4 separate regions of the Mus musculus genome follow, and regions 2, 3 and 4 are each linked to region 1. A link is a contact called in public promoter capture Hi-C data. All regions are on one chromosome and are shown on one strand. The core of a region is the stretch at or near the end of the contact, and the rest is flanking DNA. Distances in the headings are between cores, read along the strand shown. Region 1 holds the start of Rabl6 (RAB, member RAS oncogene family-like 6). Region 2 holds the start of Med22 (mediator complex subunit 22). Region 3 holds the start of Abo (ABO blood group (transferase A, alpha 1-3-N-acetylgalactosaminyltransferase, transferase B, alpha 1-3-galactosyltransferase)). Region 4 holds the start of Snhg7os (a long non-coding RNA gene).

The links. Promoter capture Hi-C pulls out the DNA fragments that hold promoters and counts their contacts.
Region 2: a contact with region 1 is called in a promoter capture Hi-C map of liver, with 2.7 times the contacts expected there. The contact joins the promoter of Med22 here to the promoter of Rabl6 in region 1. A contact is called at or near these places in 9 of 39 promoter capture datasets (the 3T3-L1 cell line, the C10 cell line, the HPC-7 cell line and 5 more), 2 of 115 datasets of contacts at active chromatin or transcription factors (large pre-B cells and thymic regulatory T cells) and 2 of 9 other capture datasets (adipose tissue and liver).
Region 3: a contact with region 1 is called in a promoter capture Hi-C map of liver, with 4 times the contacts expected there. The contact joins the promoter of Abo here to the promoter of Rabl6 in region 1. A contact is called at or near these places in 3 of 39 promoter capture datasets (liver and stem cell-derived epiblast-like cells).
Region 4: a contact with region 1 is called in a promoter capture Hi-C map of hematopoietic stem and progenitor cells, with 2.9 times the contacts expected there. The contact joins the promoter of Snhg7os here to the promoter of Rabl6 in region 1. A contact is called at or near these places in 4 of 39 promoter capture datasets (the C10 cell line, hematopoietic stem and progenitor cells, hippocampal neurons and 1 more) and 1 of 115 datasets of contacts at active chromatin or transcription factors (pancreatic cancer cells).

Annotation. Positions count from the first base shown.
Region 1 is chr2:25,606,760-25,609,956 of GRCm38.p6, reverse strand. It overlaps Rabl6 (RAB, member RAS oncogene family-like 6), which reads left to right and starts at 1,476. Exons shown (of 15, transcript NM_001024616.2): 1 at 1,476-1,844. The coding sequence starts at 1,715. Ccdc183 (coiled-coil domain containing 183) reads left to right here. Exons shown (of 14, transcript NM_029859.1): 11 at 164-332; 12 at 416-526; 13 at 601-697; 14 at 1,164-1,328. The coding sequence ends at 1,282. It overlaps Fcnaos (a long non-coding RNA gene), which reads right to left and starts at 627. Exons shown (of 8, transcript XR_003954003.1): 1 at 488-627.
Region 2 is chr2:26,909,201-26,912,397 of GRCm38.p6, reverse strand. It overlaps Med22 (mediator complex subunit 22), which reads left to right and starts at 1,756. Exons shown (of 4, transcript NM_001033908.1): 1 at 1,756-2,105. The coding sequence starts at 1,983. It overlaps Rpl7a (ribosomal protein L7A), which reads right to left and starts at 1,591. Exons shown (of 8, transcript NM_013721.3): 1 at 1,568-1,591; 2 at 1,272-1,392; 3 at 827-976; 4 at 239-379; 5 at 1-32. The coding sequence starts at 1,570. It overlaps Gm23969 (a small nucleolar RNA gene), which reads right to left and starts at 1,137; the gene lies at 1,064-1,137. It overlaps LOC115489587 (a small nucleolar RNA gene), which reads right to left and starts at 180; the gene lies at 107-180.
Region 3 is chr2:26,863,348-26,866,544 of GRCm38.p6, reverse strand. Abo (ABO blood group (transferase A, alpha 1-3-N-acetylgalactosaminyltransferase, transferase B, alpha 1-3-galactosyltransferase)) reads left to right here and starts at 1,550. Exons shown (of 6, transcript NM_030718.5): 1 at 1,550-1,674. The coding sequence starts at 1,662.
Region 4 is chr2:26,640,370-26,643,566 of GRCm38.p6, reverse strand. It overlaps Snhg7os (a long non-coding RNA gene), which reads right to left and starts at 1,446. Exons shown (of 4, transcript XR_003953776.1): 1 at 185-1,446.

The sequences.
Region 1 (3,197 bases), core at 227-2,726:
TCCCCCTCACTGCTGTGCCCACCTCCTCCTCCTCACTGCTGTGCCCACCTCCTCCTCCTCCTCACTGCTGTGCCCTCCTTCTCCTCCTCACTGCTGTGCCCTCCTTCTCCTCCTCACTGCTGTGCCCTCCTCCTCCTCACTGCTGTGCTTACCTCCCCCATAGCTTTAACTCTATCCAGAAGAAGATGAAGAACATGCTAGAAGAGGAAGAAGCAAGACTCAAGCAGGCCCAAAACAACATGAATAAGGGCCAGCAGCTGCTGCTGGTCATCCAGACAGGTATTGACAACCTCTACATCCGGCTCATCGGCATCACCTTGCCAACCTTCCAGGTATCAGCCCCCGGGGAGGAGATGCTGTGTACAGGGTCCCTGTGTGGGACCACAGGAAAACCAGCTGCTCCTCTGACCCACAGAAAGAAATAGCAGTCTCTAACACTCTTGATGTGTACGGCAAGCTGGATTATTGTGAGGGAAAGCTTATCTACCTGGCTGAGCGCATGCAAACGTTGTCCAGAAATGAGGAGGTAACCCTGGGCCATGGAGGGGTCCCCACAAAGCCCATGTGCTCTCCAAGATGATAATGGGTGCTGCCCTGCAGGTTGACACAAAGGTGAGGGACACCTTGGAGTCATCAACTCTAAAAGAGAAACATAATACCAGAATTACCTTTGAGGACCCAGAGGAGGACATGATAGGTGAGGCTCTACATGCCGGCCACAGGAAGATGGAGAAGGACGACAAGAACAATAGCTGCAACTAGATAGGGTCTGAACTCAAGACAAGAGATGGCATACATGGTGACTGGGCGCTGAAGGGAAAGGTTTTAATCGATAGACGTTACAGAGGTTTCTTTTTCTGAGACAAAAGGGACGTATATCATGGGATGGGCCAGAAGGGAGCCCAGACCGAACTTTTAGAAGAATTTCTGCTACAGAGGCAAGGTGGGGTGAAAGGATAAGGACAGCTAGTGTGGATAATCTTGGCAAATCCTAGTTGTCTGGCACCTGGCCTTAGGTGACTTAGGGCAGGGGTCTCCAGTCATTGATACATGTCTGAAATGAGCTCCCGGCAGGAGATGGCCTATGGCAGCAAACGCCAACAGGTAGAGGTGGGAGGCTTCTGGAAAGAGGGTGGCAGCCACTCCTTTTCTTGCCTGTTCAGAAACCTTCCAGTTTGCGGATGTGGACCATAGTTACGTCCCTTCGCGGGCGGAGATAAAGAAACAGGCCCAACAGCTGATCGAGGCGAAGCTCAAGGGAGCCAAAAAGAAGAAAAAGTAAACCTGTCTGGGCTGTAGTACAGAAATAAACATTTTTCCAGAACTACACTAGAGGAAGGAGAAACCTCGGGACTCTTGAGGACCGGGAAGCTGATCGTTGGACCAGAGGGGGTTGGTGGCGGCGAGGTGGAGATGCTAGAAAAGGGCGGGACCTAGTGCGCTCTCTGCGCATGCGGCGGCTACGTGTCCCTTTTAGCGTCCCGTAGCCGCGCCGGCGCCAAGATGGCGGCGCTGACGGGTGCCTGGCTGCCGCGCCGAGGGCCGTGGAAGCCGGAGCGGAGCCACAGAGGCTGAGGCCCCAGAACCTCGCTCGAGGCCGCGCCCGCTCCGGCCTCGGGGGAAGCCTGGGCCGGCCGGACATGGTGCGGGGTGCGCTGTGCTGCTGCCGCTGCTGAGCTCGCAGGCCAGCCCGGCTCGCACGTCCAGCAGGAACATGTTCTCCGCGTTGAAGAAGCTGGTGGGGTCGGAGCAGGCCCCAGGCCGGGACAAGAACATCCCCGCCGGGCTGCAGTCCATGAACCAGGCGCTGCAGAGGCGCTTCGCTAAGGGGGTTCAGTATAACAGTGAGTGCGGGCCGCGCCGTCGGGCAGGCCGGGGCGGCTGGCAGGGCCCGGGGCGGCCACCCAGCCTACTAGGGTCTGGAAGAATCAGAGGGTAGGGGCGGACGGGTCCCTGGGTTCTGAGTAGTGGTCGTTCCTTGAGGGACATCACCTGACAGGAGACCTCCAGAGAACAGCTGTGCGGCGACACTAGCGGAGCAGCGGTGGAGGACCCTGATTGGCGCGGGTACCCTGCGGAGAGAGACCATTACATAACCCGAGGGTGCGCGCGCGGGGCTGCGTGTGCCTGCCTCCTCTCCGCCCCCCGCGCCTGCTCTCACTTGAGGCTCCTGAAAGTCGGAGGCTCCTGAAAGTCGGTCGCCTGTGGGCCTTGAGCCTTGATTTTGTTTTTTTGTTTTTTGTTTTGTAAGGGATATGCTTTTTTTTTTTTTTTAATTTCAAGAGGCTCTTAACTCTGCATCCCTGACCCCACAAGAAGAAAAGTCCGCTCTGCCCTTCGTTATAAATTATGTATGTTGTGCAGCGAGAAGCACACGGTTCTCTTGACCTCTTTAGAGTTTTTCCATTTGCAGGTTGAACAATCAAAAGATTCTTGGGCAATGTCGTGGTCTGATATTGTTTACTTCTAAACTATTTCTATACTGCAACATTTTTGAAGCGCGTGCGCGCACACATACATGCACTGGCACATACACACAGTTCACTGTAAGCTGTGCCTCACAGGGTCAGTGATATTTAGGTAATAATGTAACATTATGAAACTTACTAGGAGGATTTTTTGTGCAAATTTAGAAGCAAACAGTGTATGTGTGTTAACTTGGAAGTTTGTATTTCTCTTGACTGAGGAAGAGAATTGAGTCAAATATTCAGTGGTTTGTGTTCTTTGGAATCTATGTTTGGATTCTTTCGTTATTTTTATATAGTATTAATTTGCAGCCCAATTCTAGAAATTAGGCCTGAACTAGGAGCTTCTTGCTTTCTAAACTTACTACCCACTGGACCCACGCCCTGGGGTTCTAAAGAGGAGGGGTCTAGAAGAGCTGAAGTCTTCCATATTTTCCAAGATGCCTTACTTAAAGGAACAAACCTGCAATATAATAAATACAGATTCGGGATTCTTGTAAGAGTCTCCACATTTTGAATTGTCTGTTGCAGAATGCTGTCTGGGTGGCTCGGGAAGGCAGCACAACAATCTTTTGCAATATGTCAGGAGAATGAATAACTGAGGCAGGGAAAGCTGGACGAGCCTTTAATCCCATCACTTGGGAAGCAGGGGCAGCTGGGTCCTTTTTGGACCCTAATGGAATCCAGGACAGCATGGGCTACATAGTGAGACCCTGTTTCAAAAAAGCAATG
Region 2 (3,197 bases), core at 507-3,006, 1.3 Mb before region 1:
GTTCTCCACCAAGGTGGTGACTGTATTGACTCCTGGAACATACAACACAACCACTTTGCCTGTGTGCTCCGGCTGCTGCAGTCACAAAAATGCAGCTCCACTAAGCTGCGACTCAGGGTTAAAAAGCTCGATTTACTCTTCACAATATTTTCAGGTGAAGAAATTCACACATCACTGCACAGCCTGCCTTACCATCCTCCCTTTGGGGGGTGGGGGGGACGGGCAGGGAAGCACTGACCTGCTCGGAGGACAGGTGGTCTCTTAGTTGGGACGTCGCCTTTGCCAGCAGCTTTCTTCTCAGCACGGGCCAGTAGCCTTTGCTTCTTCTCTTGCTTTGTCTCTGGCCTGTACTTGTGGGCAAGCTTAAGCAGCTGAGTAGCTGGAAAACACATTCAATTGGACTCTAAGCCTGAATCCCTTTAAAGGCGCTGGGGCTATTACTTGGCCAGCAATCTCACGCCCAGGCCCAATTCTAACCTGTCACTTAACCTGGCATTGAAAAGTTGTGTCTGACCTCCTAGCCCTGAATGGCTGTGGCTCATGCCATTAATACCAGCACTCATGAAACAGGCAGCAATGCTGAGCTCCACAACTAGAGACCCTGATCCCCCAACAAAACCACCCTATTGTGGTACACTGATGAGACGGCAGGAGGTCAACACGGGGATCCTTCCTCAACTGCTTCCTCACCAAATCCCGCCCATTCCAGGTGGAGGGACTGGGGACCCCCTTCCACCTCTCTCTTCATAGCTGTATTAGTGTGGCCATGCACTGCAGTAAGGGCAAACTCGGGGCCAGTTTCTGGCTCTGGGGCCCGGAACCTCACCTGTCTGCCTGTCCAGGGCCTGGGTGAACTGGTTAATGGCAGGAGGGACTTTGAGCCGCTTGTAGAGGATAGCTCTTTGCCGCTGCAGTCTGATGTAGCGGGGCCATTTGACGAAGCGCGTTAAATCTCTTTTGGGCTGGATGTCCTGTCCTGGGAAGTTAAGAGGGACACTGTGACCGAGGCCTCTCCTCGGGCCGGCCTGCAGCCGAGGCAGTACCCAGGGCAGGAGGGCGTCGGTGCATCAGCGATCTTGGTGGTTCTAGTGTCATCACCACTCATCTGATAGCAAATATTCTGTCACATCATCTGCACACGACCACCATTCCCCTTCTCACACCAGCCGAGCATGCGCAGTGGCGGCTGCTCGGGACGGTGCCCGGCTCTCATTCAGTCCATTGCCCGTCAAGGCGCCTTGCCCTTGTGACACGCCGACGCCACTCCTTACCAATGCCGAAGTTCTTGGGCCTCTTCTCGAACAGAGGGTTGACCACCTTCTTGGCCTCCTGCTTCTTGACGACGGCGGGGGCCGGGGCCACCTTCTTCCCCTTGGCCTTCTTCCCTTTGGGCTGTACGGAAGAGAGAAACCCGTGCCATCGGGCAGCGGAGTCATTGCCTGTGAGTCGGTCGCTGTGGCTCCCTTTCCGCGAGGGACCCCGAGGAGACAGGGACGGCGGAGAACGCCGCTGACGGGCGACGGGCGGCGGATGGAGGCGGATAGCGCGGGGGCCCAGAGACACTCACCATCTTGCTCGGCTGCTGGAGAAAGAAAGAAGAGGGAATTGTGGGGGATAAGTAAGTGGCCGCAGATATCGCGAGAGCAGGCGCCCTCGCGGGATTTCGGATTTAAAGCGACAAGGACCCACTTCGGACTCTGACAGAGGGGCGGAGCCTGAGCGGGGGCGTGTCGGGCCGCGGCTGCGCGTTCGTCCAGGCGGGCGGGCCCTGGCACCGGACCGCAGGCTCCGAGAGGCGGCGGGAGGCGCCAGGAGTGAACGGAAGCCGCGGGAAGGAGCGTGCGGGTGCTTTGTTCCCTCGCCGTAAGGGCCTGCTGCCGGGCGTGTGTTCGTGGACGGAGCTGTTGTATCGGAAATCCCGGTCCCCAGCCCTCAGTACTCGGTTCGGGCCGGACCAGACTGGTTCTCGTCCAGGGCCCGCCATGGCCCAGCAGAGAGCCCTTCCCCAGAGCAAGGAGACGCTGCTGCAGTCATACAACAAGCGGCTCAAAGACGACATCAAGTCCATCATGGACAACTTCACCGAGATCATCAAGACCGCCAAGGTGTGTGGTAGCTGTTCCGAAGCCATTGGAGAAGGCTGGGACTGGTTTTCCCTGGGGCCTGGGTACAGGGGTGAGGAAAGCAGAGGGAATGTGACTCACCTGACCGGTGCGGGTAGGAGTGAAGAGGCGTTAAAAGTAATGGGACAGCAGATAAATAGAAGAGCCAAATAGTGACAAGCACAGAGCAGAGAGGAGAACTCTGGCCCGTTTGCCAGGGCTCTACGTTAGTTACTGAGCACTAGCCACCTGGGCTGAGGTTTACCCTTGCCATAGATTCTTGTGATGACTGGTGAGTTTAACCCTTAAACACCACAACCCTCATGTTGTGGTGACCTCCAGCCATAAAATTATTTTTGTTGCAACTACAGAACTGTTGTTACCCTTTGAGTCGTAAATGCCAGTGTTTTCCGATGGTCTTAGGCAGCCCCTGTGAAAGGCAATCCACAGGTTGAGAAATGCTGTTCTATTTAAATAATTTCTGAGAAGCCTCAAGCCCACTGAGGTCTGTGTTAGGCTCCAGCTGGTCCACCTGTAAGCTTAAACTCAGAGATCAGAAAGTTTGTCTTTTTAATCCTTTATTGAACATCTTTTCTTTCTTTTTAAGATTTATTTATTTAAGGACTGGAGAAATGGCTCAGTTAAGAGTACTGACTGCCCTTCTAGAGGTCCTGAGCTCAATTCCCAACAACCACATGGTGGCTCACAACCATCTGTAATGAGATCTGATGCCCTCTTCTGGTGTGTCTGAAGACAGCAACAGTGAACTCATATACATTAAATAAGTCAATGTCTTTTTAAAAGATTGATTTATTTAATGTATATGAGGACTCTATTTGCATCTATACCTGCAAGACAGAAGAGAACATCAGACAGAAGAGGGAGGGCATCAGATCCTATGGCAGCTGGTTGTGACCCACCTTGTGGTTGCTGGGAATCGAACTGAATGTACCATCTCTCTAGCCCTTTATTTCTTATAAACTGTCACAAAGACTGGGCAGTGTCCTTTTGACATGAAGTAACCTATCGTCACCCAGAGAACAAGAAGGGGTTGGAGACATTGCCAGTTGTCTAGACAGGAAGTAGGCTCTGGAT
Region 3 (3,197 bases), core at 301-2,800, 1.3 Mb before region 1:
ATTTCTTGTTTGGACCCCATTCTGGGTAACTGCATTTTGTTTTGGAGTTACTTGAGCACAAACCCAGCATGTGGCTGAGACACTGCACTATGCTATTCTGTCTTGGTCTAACATACCTTGGTCTGAGGAACTCAGTAAGTTTTGTGGACCCTAGATGAGTAGTCTGGTGAAGAAGGTCAGTTAGACCCCAGAGACCTGCCAGTGGTTTTTGGGAGATTGGCCATTCTCTCTGGTGCCCTCCATCAACCGGTGTGTATCTTCTTTACCATGGTCTCAGGCAGAACTGGGTCAGGATATGTCATCAGAATATTAATTAGCCCCACTGGTCCTAGGACCATTTATCATTTGTTAGGCAGACAGGTGAGCACCCTGGCAGTGGAGGACAGCAATTTGTAGGGAAAGCCAAATAGCCTGTAGGAGAGCCAAGAATCTTTTCCTTGTTTTTAATGTCCTTTTACCCAGCAGTGAGAATCTCTCTCTCTCTCTGCCTCTCTCTGTCTCTCTCTGTCTCTCTCTCTCAGTCTCTGTCTCTCTCTTTCTCTCTCTCCCTGTTCCCCTACCCCCACGTGTGTGCGCAAGCTCCATAGATCATGCAGTGTGCATGCCCAGTAGTAAAAGCACGACGACTGTTCATGTACATGGCGGTCGACTTTACTTTTCCTCATCTAAAAGCTTGGGGCAGATCAATCAGTTCTTAGCCTTTTTTTTTTTTTTAAAGATTTTATTTATTATATGTAAGTACACTGTAGCTGTCTTCAGATCTCATTATGGGTGGTTGTGAGCCACCATGTGGTTACTGGGATTTGAACTCAGGACCTCCAGAAGATCAGTCAGTGCTCTTAACTGCTGAGCCATCTCACCAGTCCCAGTTCTTAGCCTTTTGATTGATAGAAAAAATCATGTGTTAGGCTAATACATTAACACTTTTTTGTTGTTACAAAGATATTAGTTCAGACAGAGAGGTGGATAAATAATGGCTATTAAGGAAGGTGACATTAGCCCAAGGTAAACTGTAATTAGACTGGTATGGCGACAGTCTTACTTCTCCATCATTAGTCAGTTAGCCTTGTAGAAGGTACTTGGAAGGTTTAGCTTCTTTCGAGGGAACTTTGGTTCACATGACGTTTTTCTAGATTAAGTTGACAAGATTGAGAGATGGAGACAAGATCTATGTGAGTTTAAGGACAGCATGATTTACATAGTCAAGTTTAGGCCAGCCTTGGGATACATGACATCTTGCAGAGAGGTACAGAAATAAAGAGATGGCGTGAGAGAAAAGACTGGAAAAGATGAGGGGGAGGAAGAGGAAAGGCAGAGGAAGGAGAGGGGGGAGGGAGAGAGAGGAGGGAGAGACAAAGCAAGCTGAAGAAGACAGTGGGACAGACTTGAGGACCATAGCAAAGTCAGGTTAGAGCATGACAGCAGAGGAGAATCACCCACAGTCCCTGTGATGTGACCTGTGGTTGGAGATACCTGTCTGAGGACACTTGGTTCCTGTACACACGCCTGGGCAAATCAGAAGTCTGCCAGAGTTCTTCCCCGCCCACAGGTGTTCAGAGCTGTGTATTATCTCCCCTGGGGGTGAGTTCTCCTGTGTGCCTGAGACCTGGCCTGTGCCTAACAGCTTGCTGCACAGACACTGAACCATCCTGGGTTCTGACATGAATCTCAGAGGTGAGCTGAGGAATAAGGGGCTGGCTGTGGGCACCCTCCATCGATTGTCTACCATCTGGACCGGGCTTCTTTGCTGCTGGGGTCAGAGGCTCAGATGGGGCAGGGCCAGGCAGGCTGGGCTGGGCTGGCAGGAGCCCCGAGTGTCCCTGGATCTGTGTTTGTGCATGAGTACTGTCAAAAGGTGGGTAAGTGGGGCCAGAGTCACAGTGGAAAATTCTGATCTGACTAGGCAAAGCTGCTGAGGGAGGGCACTGAATGTACGTGATCTGTCTGCCCTTTACTGGACATCCTCTTCCCCACACGCTAGCTATTCCAGAACACAGGTGGTGGTCAGTGGCTATGAATCAGGCCCTGCAGGAGCTCCTAGGAGTCCAGGCCACCTGTGGGGAGAAGGGGAAGGAGGCCAAGGGCAGGAGACTCCAGGTGGCTGAGTCCAGTAATCCTGCAGGGCTGGAGGGAAGGGGTGACTGGGAGGAAGGGTGGGGTTGGCTCCCCAGCCCTCACCTGGTCAAGCTAGGGTCAATTCAATAGCAAAGAAATATTCTTAGTACTACACAAAGAAACACACAAACAAAGCAAAATTAATCCTGGAAGAGAATTTCTTTTTGCCAAAAGTGTGTGCTACCTGTGAGGAATACAAGAGAGTACAAAGTCCACTTAGTTTCTATTCTAGTTTTAGTGGTGACTGTGCCTCACCCCATCCGTGGGCCCGGATCTTACAGACTGACACCATTGTCTAAATCCTAGTCAGCACAAAGGTGACCAGCAAGATTGACTCCCCAGGCATGAACACCGGAATATTGACCCTTGATGGCTCAAGACCCTCGACAGTGCAAACTCACTTTTCACTCTCCATCCTTTCTTCCTGTGGTAAAAATACATAAAACAAAATAACCATCTGAAACATTTTCCCCATAACAAAGAAGATAGAGTTTTCTTATTTATTTTTGTGTGTGATGTGTACATGTGAACATGTACACATTGGCATGCGCGAGGGGATCAGTGGGAACTCTGTGGAGGAGCTTTTCTTCTAACTCCTGGGTTCCCGAGCTCAGGCCCAGGTTGTCAAGCTTATGCAGGAAGGAAGGCTCTACCTACTATGCCATCTTATGGCCAATCTTAGCAATTTTAAGTAAAAAGTTCAGCATCTTTAAATACATTCATTTTAAGTAGGACTGCACAACTTTCTATTCTGGTGAATTTGGAGGGGGAGGAAGCTTGGTGCTACCCTCCAATACCTCAGGGAGGGGCACTGAGGCCTGACAAGTGCATTGGTCCAGTGTGGGATGGAGCAAGACTGTCATAATTTCTAGGCAGGGCCCAGTATGGTTCAGTTCTGGGATGGACGTTTGGATGAGGTTGAGGTTGGGTTAGAAAACAAGTTGCTTTCAAGTTTTTGGGTAGCAGGTGTGGGGTGGGGATGTGCTGTGGGGAAAAGGGAGCAAAGATAATGCAAAGAAGTGACCTGGGCAGGAAAATCAGGGGTGTATGGAAGACTGGAGGTCAATCTTGGTTGGTGGGTA
Region 4 (3,197 bases), core at 197-2,696, 1.0 Mb before region 1:
ATGGGCATAGACCACAGCAAGTTAGATCTCTGACCTCATGAAGAGGTCACCTGGTGTGTTGCCCAGGCAACACAGAAAATGCTGCATTCCTCAGTGACTACTAGAGGTGAGGCAGTCTGTGCTTAGTCACACTTAGAACTGTTTGGCAGCAGCAGCAGACATTACCTCCGCAGAGACCACTCACGTCAGGTTCATCCTGAACTCCAACTCATCAAGACTGTTTCTCTCAAAGGTGAAGGGAGGCAGCGGGTCTTTCCATCTCGACTCAGGAATAGGCAAGTCTCCTGCCCAGCACCTTATGTACCCCTTTCCCAAGATCTGCAGTTGGAGGTCACAAGTGCACACAGTTGCAGGGAGAAGGGAATCTGGAAGACGGTGGGTGAGAGGCAGGAGGAGAATGCAGTCAGGTCTCAGTGCAAGATGGAAGGGTCCGGGATGCCGGGATGTCAGGAGGAGTCCTGACCATGGCTGTCTCTCACCAACAGCAGCAGTAGGTAGAACCAAGCAGACAGGGCACAGGCGTCCTAGGAGAAACACTTCCTGGGAAGAGCCCTGACCACAGACCCTGCACAGGCATCCAGAGGGAACTGAGAAAGGTGATCTGGAGGACAGGTTGACCTTTCACTTCAGGGAGCTGAGCCGGAGGACAGGGCAGAATGGACATGGCTGAGGAGGTGACCTGAGAGAACCATGACTGTACCGACTGACCACGGTCTGCTTCACTGTCTACAGTCAAAGTGCTGAGGTGTGGCAAGGAACAGACTTCTCAGTTTCTCCTGAAATCATTAGGAAGTTGGCTCTGTCTCCCAGATACACAACAGTCACAGGGGCCTTACCCAGGATGAAATCTGAAATCAACTCATTGGAAGAATATAAGAAGTGTCTCTGAAGCACACACACACACACACACACACACACACACACACTGAGAGAAAGGAAGGAAGGAAGGAAGGAAGGAAGGAAGGAAGGAAGGAAGGAAGGAAGGAAGGAAGGCAGGCTATTCTTGGGAGTCCAGCTAGAGCCAGGACAGCGTCCATCTAGCAAGCCTCCCCTGTCCCCCAGCAGCCTCTTAGTCTCTAAGTGCACACAGTGAGAAGAAAGACATGACCATGGCCTGGAACACCTGCTCAAGCCCCACTCCCACCTGAGAAGATCCCACCAAGCACGTAAGAGAGGTATTTTTTTCAACATCACCTGTGGCTTCCATCTGCAGGCCTGAGACACACCCAGTCCAAGGTCTGAGCTTGGAAGCCAGTTGCTACCCTCAGTCCTCCCTCCCCAGGGCCATCACCTCCTCAGGACTGGCAGGAGTCAGAGGAGGCATCGTGGCTCGAACCACAGAGAGCAGGCCCAGCCCTGCAGTGAGTGTGAAAAGATGCATGGCCTCAGCTCAGCTCTGTGCTTCTAGCCTAGCAGCTCCTTGTGCTGCTGCTGCTGCCGCCACTGCTGCCACTGCTGCCACTGCCGCTGCCTCTGCCAGTGCCGGTGCCAGTGCTGCTGCTGCTGCCACTGCTGCCACTGCCGCAGCTGCTACCTCTGCTGAAGCTGCTACCTCTGCTGCTGCTCCAACTTTCTGACATGCAGAATTGCTCTGGAAGCAGAATCCTGCCTTCCACTATCCACACCAAAATCATTGTCCACACCCCTCTGTCCAGGAGATTGCAGTTTTGTTTGGATCAATGTGAATAGAGGAGCTAATTTGTGCAATTAACCTCATGACTGCCTCTGGCACTCGTTCTCGCTCTCTGCTTCCTGACTGTAGGGTCTGTGTGGTCAGCTGCCTCCTAGCCCTACTGCCATGCCTGCTGCCTCATGACGGTACTGTATTCCCTTGAACTATAAGCCAAATATTTCTTCCTTCTTTAAGTTGCTTTGGTCAGGGATCGGGACTGTTCATCTCAATTTGCAATTTGATAAGATCTAAAATCACCCATGAGGTGAACCTCTGGGTGTACGGGAGGGCTTATCTTGATTAGGTTAATTGAGATGGAAAGACCAACTCCTTCTGTGTGGCACCATTCTCTGGCCTAGCTCGGATCCTGGAGTATAGAAGGGGTTATCTGAGGACCAGCATTCATCACTCTCTAATCCTTGACCTGCCATGTGGGCCAGTTGCTTCAAGCCTACTGCTGTTACTTCCCTGTCATGCTAAACTGCAACCTCAAACTGCAGCCCAAACACTTTCTGCTTAACCTGCTTCTGTCTTGGTATTTTATCACAGCTACAGAAAAGGAAATTAAGACAGATCACTAAGACAAAAAGTGACTGGTAACAAGTCGTGAGGCTAAGATAAGAGCCCGCTCCTTAGTGAACCAGGTTTGATTTCTAGCATCCACATGACGACTCAAAACCATCTGTAACTCCAGTTTCAAGGCTTTGGGCCACGCATAACAGTTCACCCCTCAAAATCTAGTTGTTAGAAGTTAGGGGCAGGAGGATCAGAAGTTCAACTTATCTTCAACTACATAGCAAGTTTGAAGCCTAGGCTATATGAGACATCGTATCAAAAAACAGGAAGGAGGAAGGGAGAGAGGGAGGTGGGAAGGCAGACAGGCAGGCAATATAAGGGTTCAAGAACTTGGGACTATTAACAAGTGTGGCTGGGCTGGCCCACCAGTAAAAGAAGAGTGCTCAATGGTGTGTCCCCAGGCCCACAATTCACCCCATCACCTGGGAGCCCTCATCAGTTTCAGGACTTAAAAGACAAATCTGTACTTGTGCGGGACACAACACAGCAAGTAGTCAGAGTGTATTATTTGTCTTCCAGCACTGTCCTGAAGCAGAGGACAGCCAACCTTCTAAAAGCTGCTGTGTGCCTCAGATCCACAGACAACCCCACAGGCGGGGCTAGTTAGAAACATCTGGAATCCATGAACTCCCTGGAGCTCCCTCCTGACTCATCCCCAAAGCGTCCTTGTAAAAGAGGAAACAACTGGTCACCTCCTTGCCTCCTAAATTCTGGTTCGTCAGAGCTGGCCTTTCCTCTTTGCGTGGAAGCTTTAGTATCACTAAGAACAGGGAGAGCAAGGCTGCCCCCACCAAAAACGAGGAGTTTCGTAAGAAGGCGCAGGACTTCATGGGTCGTTTGAAAAGTCCTGTGAGCTTGGTAACACTCGAAATAAGTCTCTGAGTTCTGCTTGGAAAGGCAGGATCTAGGATCAAGCAGTACAGAGTCCCATGAGCCTCTAACCGACTGG